Linked DNA regions of Ovis aries: region 2 is linked to region 1. Evidence: chromatin contacts called from public Hi-C data. All regions are on one chromosome and are shown on one strand. Each heading gives the region's core, a stretch centred on a gene start, on an enhancer-like site or on the middle of the called end of the contact. The rest is flanking DNA. Distances are from core to core; before and after follow the strand shown. Region 1 holds the start of CASZ1 (castor zinc finger 1). Region 2 overlaps CASZ1 (castor zinc finger 1).

Region 1 (3,943 bases), core at 1,065-3,564:
TCAGACTCCGCCGGGGCAGCGACGCATAACCCAGAGTCACCCCTTGGTCCAGCCGGGTTTGGGGGAGCTCCAGGCTCGTTGGAGGGGTGTTGTTGCTGCTTCGCTGGTGGACAAGTCATACACACCGTACATACGCTGGCACCCTCCCCAGCGTGACTGGAAGGAGGTCCTCGCCGCACCCAGGGCCCACTTCCCAAGCTGAGGCTGGTCAGGAGGAACTTGTGTGGAAGGGTGAAGCGGCCCCCTGACTCCCTCGGCACTCCTTTCCTCCCCCAACTCCGGACCCGGGTCGAAGACGGCTTGGATGAAGAATCTGCGCCCACCCCCTGGAGAAAAATCTATTATTATTATCTTAATCTACGCCCCCGAAGTGTCCCTCCCGCCGTGATTGACGGCGCATACACCTGTTCCCCTCGCCGAGGAGCTTCCAACGCTGGGGACAGACATTCACCCCAAAGCTCTGCAGCGGCCCAGAACCTGCCCGCCGCCCTCGCCCAGCCAGCCCCCGCCCGCCGCCCCAGTGCACCCCTGCCTCGTACCTTGCCACCCCATCGGCTGCCCCCTCCCCTCCCAGGCCCGGCTCCCCAGCCCGCCCGCTCCCGGCCGCGCTGGCTTCGGAAAGAGAGAAAGAACAGAAAGCAAAACTTCCTGGCGGCCGACGGCCATCAGCTGCACATTCTGCAAATGCCACCGAGTAAAAATAAACCGGCCGCCGCTCCGCCCGGCCGGCTCACCCTGAGCGCACGACTCAGCCCCCTGCCCCGGGACTGTTGGTCCGGCCGGATCCCCCATTCCGGTGCGCCCCCTGGAGCCCCGCTCCCCGACACTCCTCCGCCAGCCATCGCGCGCTCCTTTGCCCTGAAACTCGACCCCAAGTGGCCAGGCGGCCCGGCCCTCTCCCCTTGGGTGCCCCCCTGTATTCCCACAAGCTACCATTCTCGGTCTTCCTCCTGGTGCCTATTTCAGCCGTGCGCCCCTGGATTCAGGGCTCCCCTTCCCCAACTGTTGAGCCCCGAGGTCACTCTCAGCCCACTTTAGGGGGTACAGACCCCACCAGACCCTCGCCCACCTCGGCCGAGCTCCCTACGAGTGCACGGCTCCACTCGCCCACCGGCCCGCCAGCCCAGCGTCCCAAGTCCCCGGACGCAACTTCTCTCCCAGCGCACACGACAACCGCGGCAACTCCCCCGAACTTTTCCCGGGACCCAGGCGGGCTCCGGCCGACAGTCACACGGCCCTAAGCCGGGGCCCCGGCTCCCTGTGCCCAGCCATGCCAGACCTGCACCCGGGGAGGCTGGGGTGGGGGTGGGGTGAGTGAGGAGCGCCACTTGCCTCGCCCGGAGCAGCGCACTTGAGACAAACTTCCCAGGCACAAATGAAAACGGGGGCGCCGTTCCCCCCAGCCAAGCAACCTCTCGGCTTCGTTTTCCAACCAGGAGGCACCCCTTGGCACCCCACAGTGAACACTGCCTACCTCTGCCGGTAGCATTTACACCCCAGGATTGGGGCACAAGAGTCGGTTGGAGGGGCTCCCCACCCACCCCTTCCCTTGAACAAAGTCTTGCAAAGTCACCCCAGGCGCCCCTCACCCCTGCCTTCCTCTCTGCCCCGGAGAGCGCACGAACCCCTGCAACTCGGGGGGCTGGGGGGAGCGTAGGGGGAAGGAGTGATTACCGGGTATTCGCGAGCACCTGCCCCCCCCCCCCGAGCCCGCACCGCGGGGGGCGCCCCCACCCTATTTGCAAAGTCCTGCACTCGCGCCTGGCGCCTCCCCCTCTTCTCCGCTACCCCGCCGCCCCCTCAGTTGGAGTAAGTGACCCCATGAGCAGCAGCCCTCTCCTTCCCCGGAATCGCGCGCTGGGCATTCCCTGGCCGCGGCGGGCGACGCGCCGCCCTGCGCCCGGGTGCCAGCCCTCCGTGTCCCCTGCCTCCCGCACGGCCGGAGTTGGGTGGCAGCCGCCGCGCGCAGGCTGGCTGGCTGGCTGGCTGGCTGGCTGGCTCTCTCGATCGCTCGCTCGCTCGCCCGCTCCCGGCTGCAAGCGGCAGCCCCGGGGGTGGGGGACTGCACCCTGACAGGGGGCGAGGCGGAGAAGCACCCCGGGAAGGCCGCGGAGCTGAGGGGGTCGAGGGGGCGCGGCGGAGGGAGCGCCGAGTCTCTTACCTGCACTTGGGGCGGCTTTGGGTGACTTTCCAAGTCCGGGGGAAAAATGTGTGTGTGTTTGGGATGGAGCGCCGCGGGCGCGCATGCGCTGCCCAAAGTTGCCGGATCCCGGATTTTTCGCTCCCAGTCTCCGCTCTCGCCCGCTGTGATTATGGAATTCTCCGCGGCCGAGCGGGCGAGTGGGTAGCATGCAAAACCCGGGCCGGATCGCGGGGCCGGGCTCCGCTCCACCCTCACACCCCAAGACCTTCCCCTCCCGGTTTCTTCCCACCCACCGCCCCGGCTGAGCTCTGCTGGCGCGCGCGGTTAGACCCGGCCTGCGGAGCAGCATGTGAGCGCAAGTCTCCCTTTTGCGGCTGGAGAAGCCTTTTCCATCCCAGACTGAGTGGAGTAGAGGCCGGGGGACAAGAGAGGAGGGACGGGAGTAGGTTACTTTCCACCTGTTCTGAACCTTGCGAGCCACTGTGCTTCCCACTTTTCCACTGAAGAACTAGCTCTTTTCTGCAAGTCAGGATGTTAGAATTGCTGAACCCAAAAGGATGTGATGTTCTCACTGCTTGATACCTGCTTTGCACTTATTCTTTGCCAGGGAGTTTTTCATTCAGTCCATTGTCCAAGAAATAAATCCCTAAGTGAACAAGATAGGTCGTGAAAAATGAACCTGGGGCCCGGGGCGAAGGGCGGGAGAGAGTTGCAGATAATGTACATTAAAACAAATGAATAATATTATTTCAGGGAGTGAAAGGATCTTGAGGAAAATAAAGCAGTAAGATAAAGAGTATCTTGGGAGGCTAATTTCCCCTGCCCAGGCAATAAAGAAGGCCTCTTTGAGGGGAAACCTTCATACTCCATTGGAGATCAACCCCCCTTTTGTCCCTTTTGTCCCTTTGCCCAGCTTGCCCACCTCCCAGGTGGTTTGAGGTGGCCACACCAGGCTGAGTCTAGAAGGAGGAAGTGCTACCTGCTGGTCAACACCTTTGTGGCTGCGTAGACTTCAAGGCATCATCTGCAAGGGGAGGCAGGTATTCCAACTTTTGATTTGGGCTCATTCTACTCCTAGAACAGTGTAAATACGTGGTAGGCAGCTCGGACTTTGGGGTCAGACCTCAGTCACTCACCAGCCGGGCGACCTTGAGTAAGATATTTGACCCCTCTGTGCCTCAGTTTCCTCAACAGTAAAATGGGGATAATAATAGTACTATTGCCAGGGCAGGTTGAGAGGCTAAAATGAGTTAATGCAGGAAAAGTGACTCGGCCAAGGCAGGGATCGATCAATGCCAGTAATTGTCATTGCTCCCTGGACATCCAGTGTTCCCTCTCCTTCTTATTTCTTCCTGTCCTTTCTCCCTCCCTTCTCCTCGTCTGTCCTTTCTTCTCCCACAACAGTCCTGCACTCAGTCATTTATTCAGCAGGCATTTGCTGAGCCCCAGTGAAGAGTGCATCCTTCCCAAGGCCAGGGAGATAAAAATGAACTAAGAGGCTTTGCCTCTGAGGAACTGACTGAGGAGTTTGCTTGTCTCTCCTCTCCCTCTTTTCCCACTATAAGGCTCAACTGCTCCCCTCCACATACTCCCCAACAGCTACAGTCACCACCAAACTTTTATTAAAACATTTATTCTTCCCTCCATTTTTTCCTCGGATGCTTCCCAACTCTCCCATCCCCCAAGATGTCTTTCTGTCTCCTCTGAAGGAACCTCATCTGGGGTGGTGGAAGCTGGAAACAGAGGCAAGCCTGGGAGGAGGGAGGGGGACATTGGGGTGAGGTGAAAAGGGAGGGCTCC
Region 2 (3,943 bases), core at 801-3,300, 110 kb before region 1:
CTTTGTGACCCCATGGATGGAGGCTGCCAGGCTCCTCTGTCCATGGAATACTCCAGGTAAGAATACTGGAGTGGGTAGCCATTCCCTTCTCCATGGGATCTTCCCAACCCAGGGATTGAATCTGGGTCTCCTGCACTGTAGGCAGATTCTTTACCATCTGAGCCACGAGGGAAGACCCCATCTCTGTGCACTTGGAAACAAATCCCTAAGTGTCTCTGGGCCTCCTGTTGCCCCACTGGTGAAATGGGACAACTCCCTGTGTCTTTCTCCAAGAGAGCCGAGAAGAAATGGATAGTCAGTGTGGTGTGCCAGGAGTTCATCGGAAGGAGGGCGCTGAGTAGGCTGACCGCTGCCATGATTCTGCTCGTTGCACCCCGTCCTCTCCAGGGAGGAGGGGGCTCACTGTTAAAAGGGGAGGGCGGGTTAGGGGCTCAGCTGTAAGACCCTTCCCATGCCCAGCAGAGGTTTTCAGATGGTGCCCTGTTGTGCCAGGGGAGGTGTGTGTGCACACCCACTCGAGTCCACAGGCACATGGCTGAACACAGCCCATGGAGCCGGAGCAGGGCAGGTTTAGGTGGAGCCAGTTGTAAATAGGAGACACAGGAGACACGGTTCAGTCCCTGGGTCTGACAGGTCTCCTGGAGGAGGAAATGGCAATCTACTCCAGTATTCTCGTCTGGGAAATCCCAGGGACGGAAGAGCCTGAGGGGCTCTAGTCCATGGGGTCGAAAAGAGTCAGACATGACTGAGTACACTGACACACGCAATTTAAGTAACCCAGCCTAGACGGAGACTATTCCACAGGTGCTAGGGCTCTCCAGGACCCTGAGGGAGGGGCCGTGTCACTCAGCCCATCTTCCTGCTTCCAGGCCCCAGGGGCTTCACAGGACATGGGTTTTTCCAGTCCTGGGCAAACCAGGGCGGGTGGTCACCACGCCGCTGACTATGTGGAGTCAAAGCCCCACCTTCTCGGGTGTCAAGGCAAGCACCCCACCTCCTGGCTATGCTGCTTGTGGGAGGTAGGACCTGAGCTCCTCCCACTTCAGGGATTTGAAAAGCTGGTCCTCATCGTTGAGGTGGACTCTGAACACACATGGAATGTGTCCCCCACCAACTCAATAGGTCAGAGTGGAGCCCCAGATGAGCCAGGAGCAGGGTCTGGACTGAGGTTCGGGGGAGCCCCAGGATCCAGAGATGTTTTGTCCAAGCCACTTGGATTTATCAGATGAGCACAGCCTCCCAGCCAGACCCCCTGGTATAATCCTTTCATTAATTTACTAGTCAATGGAAAATTACTCCTTACCCAGGAATATAAGTTTTCATCTTATTTTAAGTTCGATTCTTAAAGCAATTACCCAGGCATCTGGCAATGACTTCACCGCTGTGGCCGGGCCCTGGAGGGGAGAAGTGCGGCCCTGAAGCTGCACAGACTCCTGGCTCCCAGCCCCGGAGGGGAGTTCAAGGAGGACTGGGAGCCCCCAAACAACTGGCCTGGGTCCTGGGAGGGAAGTGGGGGGGCACACCACCGTGTCTGATATTTGCTGTGTGTGGAAACGCTCCTCTCCAGCACCACCTGCCCCAGGAACCCACTGGTGACAGTTGTTGAAAAGCCTCAGCAGCTGATGCCGCGGGAGCATTTTCTATTTTTAATTGTTTGATTGGAATATTAACTCATCTCCGCCCGTTCCCAAGACACACTTCCCAGCCAGAGGGTTTCCCCCATTCCCCAGACCTTTTTCTCTCTCCCTCTCCAGTCGGAAATCTACTTTGAAAGTAATAACTGGAAACACAGACCTCTGTGAGTTTGCAAAGGATCAGCGCATGGGAGAGAGAAAGAAATAAGGTCCTCACCAGCCAGCATGCCCTGAGCAGACCTCAGAGCCACAGGGAGGGCAGGTGGCTTGGCACCCACAGGCACCGCTGCTCCCCCCTCCCCCTTCCTGGCCAGCCTCTCCCTCTCCCCTCCGGTCAGCCCCACTGACCCAGTCTGCTCACTCATCAACCTCAAGTGGGGCGGGGACGCTCAGGAGCCTCCCAGGGCGGAGGCCCCGGGAGGGAGGCACGTGGCCCTGGGCTCAGTGGCTGACTTTCCTTTCAGCTGCCATTTCCGAGAGGTAGGGAGGGGGAGAGGGCAGCCTCTCCATGGAGCCACTGGAGAACCTGCCAGCCAGGCCTCTAGGCAGAAACACAAGGGCTCCAGGGCCAACCCCGACGGGAGGGTCACCTGGCTTAGCCACTGCCAGAGCTGCTGGGGACAAACTGGATCCCGGGGGGCCCCCTCACCCATCCTCAGAAGGCACCCCCAACCCAGCAGCGGGGCCACTTGGCCTCCTTGCCCTACCTGCCCTTGGCCCCCCTGCCGGGCTCGCCCCTCTCAAGGTCGCAGGGCTGTCCACACCAGGAATATTTACTCACCAGACTGGCCCTGTTAGCAGCACTCACCACAAATATGCTTTCTGATAAAGTTGGCAGAAAAAAAGTTCTAGAGCTGGAAACAATGTCAGAAATCATCCCCTACCCCCACCCAGGGAGGGTGAGGTGGGGCCTGCGAGCAGGTCACACAACCAGCTCCTGGGGAAGGCTTCTGTCCCGCTCTCTCACTTTTCTCCTTCCTGTTTTACTTCCCGACATAGAGTCTGTTGCCAGGGGACCAAGGGCTGGGGATGACTCTACATGAGCACTGGGTCTTGGCCCCCGAAGGGCACGGCCCAGAGGCAGGGGTGTGGGCAGCGGCCCTCTGTTTCCCCCGCCAGGAGCTCTCTTGGGGGCCTCTGGGGGACGAGGCCAGGCGGCCTCTCACCTCTGCTTCTCCCTGGGCCGTCTCACCTCGCTGAGTTCCTGCCCACCCGCCCGCCCTCCCTCAGTGCACATGGGCTTTAATGTTTTTATTACCTGTTTGACTCGCTGCCTTATTGCTTCTCCCCTTAATGGGGCCGTAACCGTGGAAACGAGGAATAAACGGCCACCAGAAAATGAGATGATTAAACAGGTCACCCTGGCAAAACAAACTCAGCCAAGGAACCTCTGGGGGGTGGGGAGGGTAGGCTCCTCCTCCCCCATCCATGGCTGGAAGGCTTGGACCAGACTGGGGACCAACGTCCCTGTCCCTGAACTGGGGCAGATACAGGGGGCGCCCCCTGCTGGACAGTGTGGCACCTGTCCCGTCGGTTCCTCGGGCTCCCCTATCTCCCAGGCAGCTCTCCTGGCTGGCCTTGGGCCCTGCGCTCTTGCGCTGAAGGGGTGGCAAGGAGGAAGGCATGGGCCTAGAGGTGATGAAGATCATTGCCCAGGAGGAGATGCACTGCCTGGTGACACAAAGCTCTAGAATTCTGTCCCCACTGACCTCCTGGATGCCTCTGACTTTCTCACTGGGCTGGAGTTTCCTATCTAGTGCATCTCTGGCTCTCATGCCTCATCGTTCCCCATCCCAACCTGGGGTCCCTGAGTTCTTGGAGAAAGCTCTAGAAGAAAAAGCCAACTTAGGCCAAAGTTCAACTTGGGAAGGTCTCCTCCGAGAACCCCTGGTCTTTGGAGCCAAGCCATGTGTCTGTGCCTCCCCTGGGCCAACTTGTTCCCACAAAACCTCTGGGTGGAAGGCAACATGAGAGGGCCTTCTCGACAGTAAGGAGGACTCCTTAACCCCTCAGCACTGGCCAGAAGAGGCCCCAGGAGGGACCCCGCGGGAAGCTAAGAACAGACCCCAGAGCCAGTGCAGGAGCAGCTGAAACCACCATGCCAGGGGCAGAGAGGCTGGGGTGGGCCTTGGTACACTCCACCCCTGCTTTCTGGCCTCACTCCAGGCACTGCATCTACCCAGCTGGAGGGGTCCTGGGCCTGGGGGGCAGGACCTAGAGAAGATGGACATGCCACGGTGAGGTTTCTGCTGGGGGAGACAGAGACAGGCAAGGGAGGAGGCAGAGAAGAGTCCCGGGCCCTCCATTGG

Evidence for each region. A called contact is a pair of places that touch in the nucleus more often than the background predicts.
Region 2: a Hi-C map of muscle shows a contact between it and region 1, with 2.4 times the contacts expected there. The contact joins the enhancer-like site here to the promoter of CASZ1 in region 1. A contact is called at or near these places in 2 of 16 Hi-C or Micro-C datasets (muscle and tail adipose tissue).

The regions. Positions count from the first base shown.
Region 1 is chr12:42,062,851-42,066,793 of ARS-UI_Ramb_v3.0, reverse strand. CASZ1 (castor zinc finger 1) reads right to left here and starts at 2,314. Exons shown (of 21, transcript XM_042257266.2): 1 at 2,162-2,314.
Region 2 is chr12:42,169,543-42,173,485 of ARS-UI_Ramb_v3.0, reverse strand. The region is part of intron 4 of CASZ1 (castor zinc finger 1); the gene reads right to left. Among named protein-coding and RNA genes, the nearest start is that of CASZ1, 110 kb to the right of the region's middle. Within about 2 kb of position 2,050, at least 16 of the 54 cell types and tissues checked have an H3K27ac peak or open chromatin away from gene starts, as enhancers often do. A contact at or near this core is called in muscle, where this site is marked.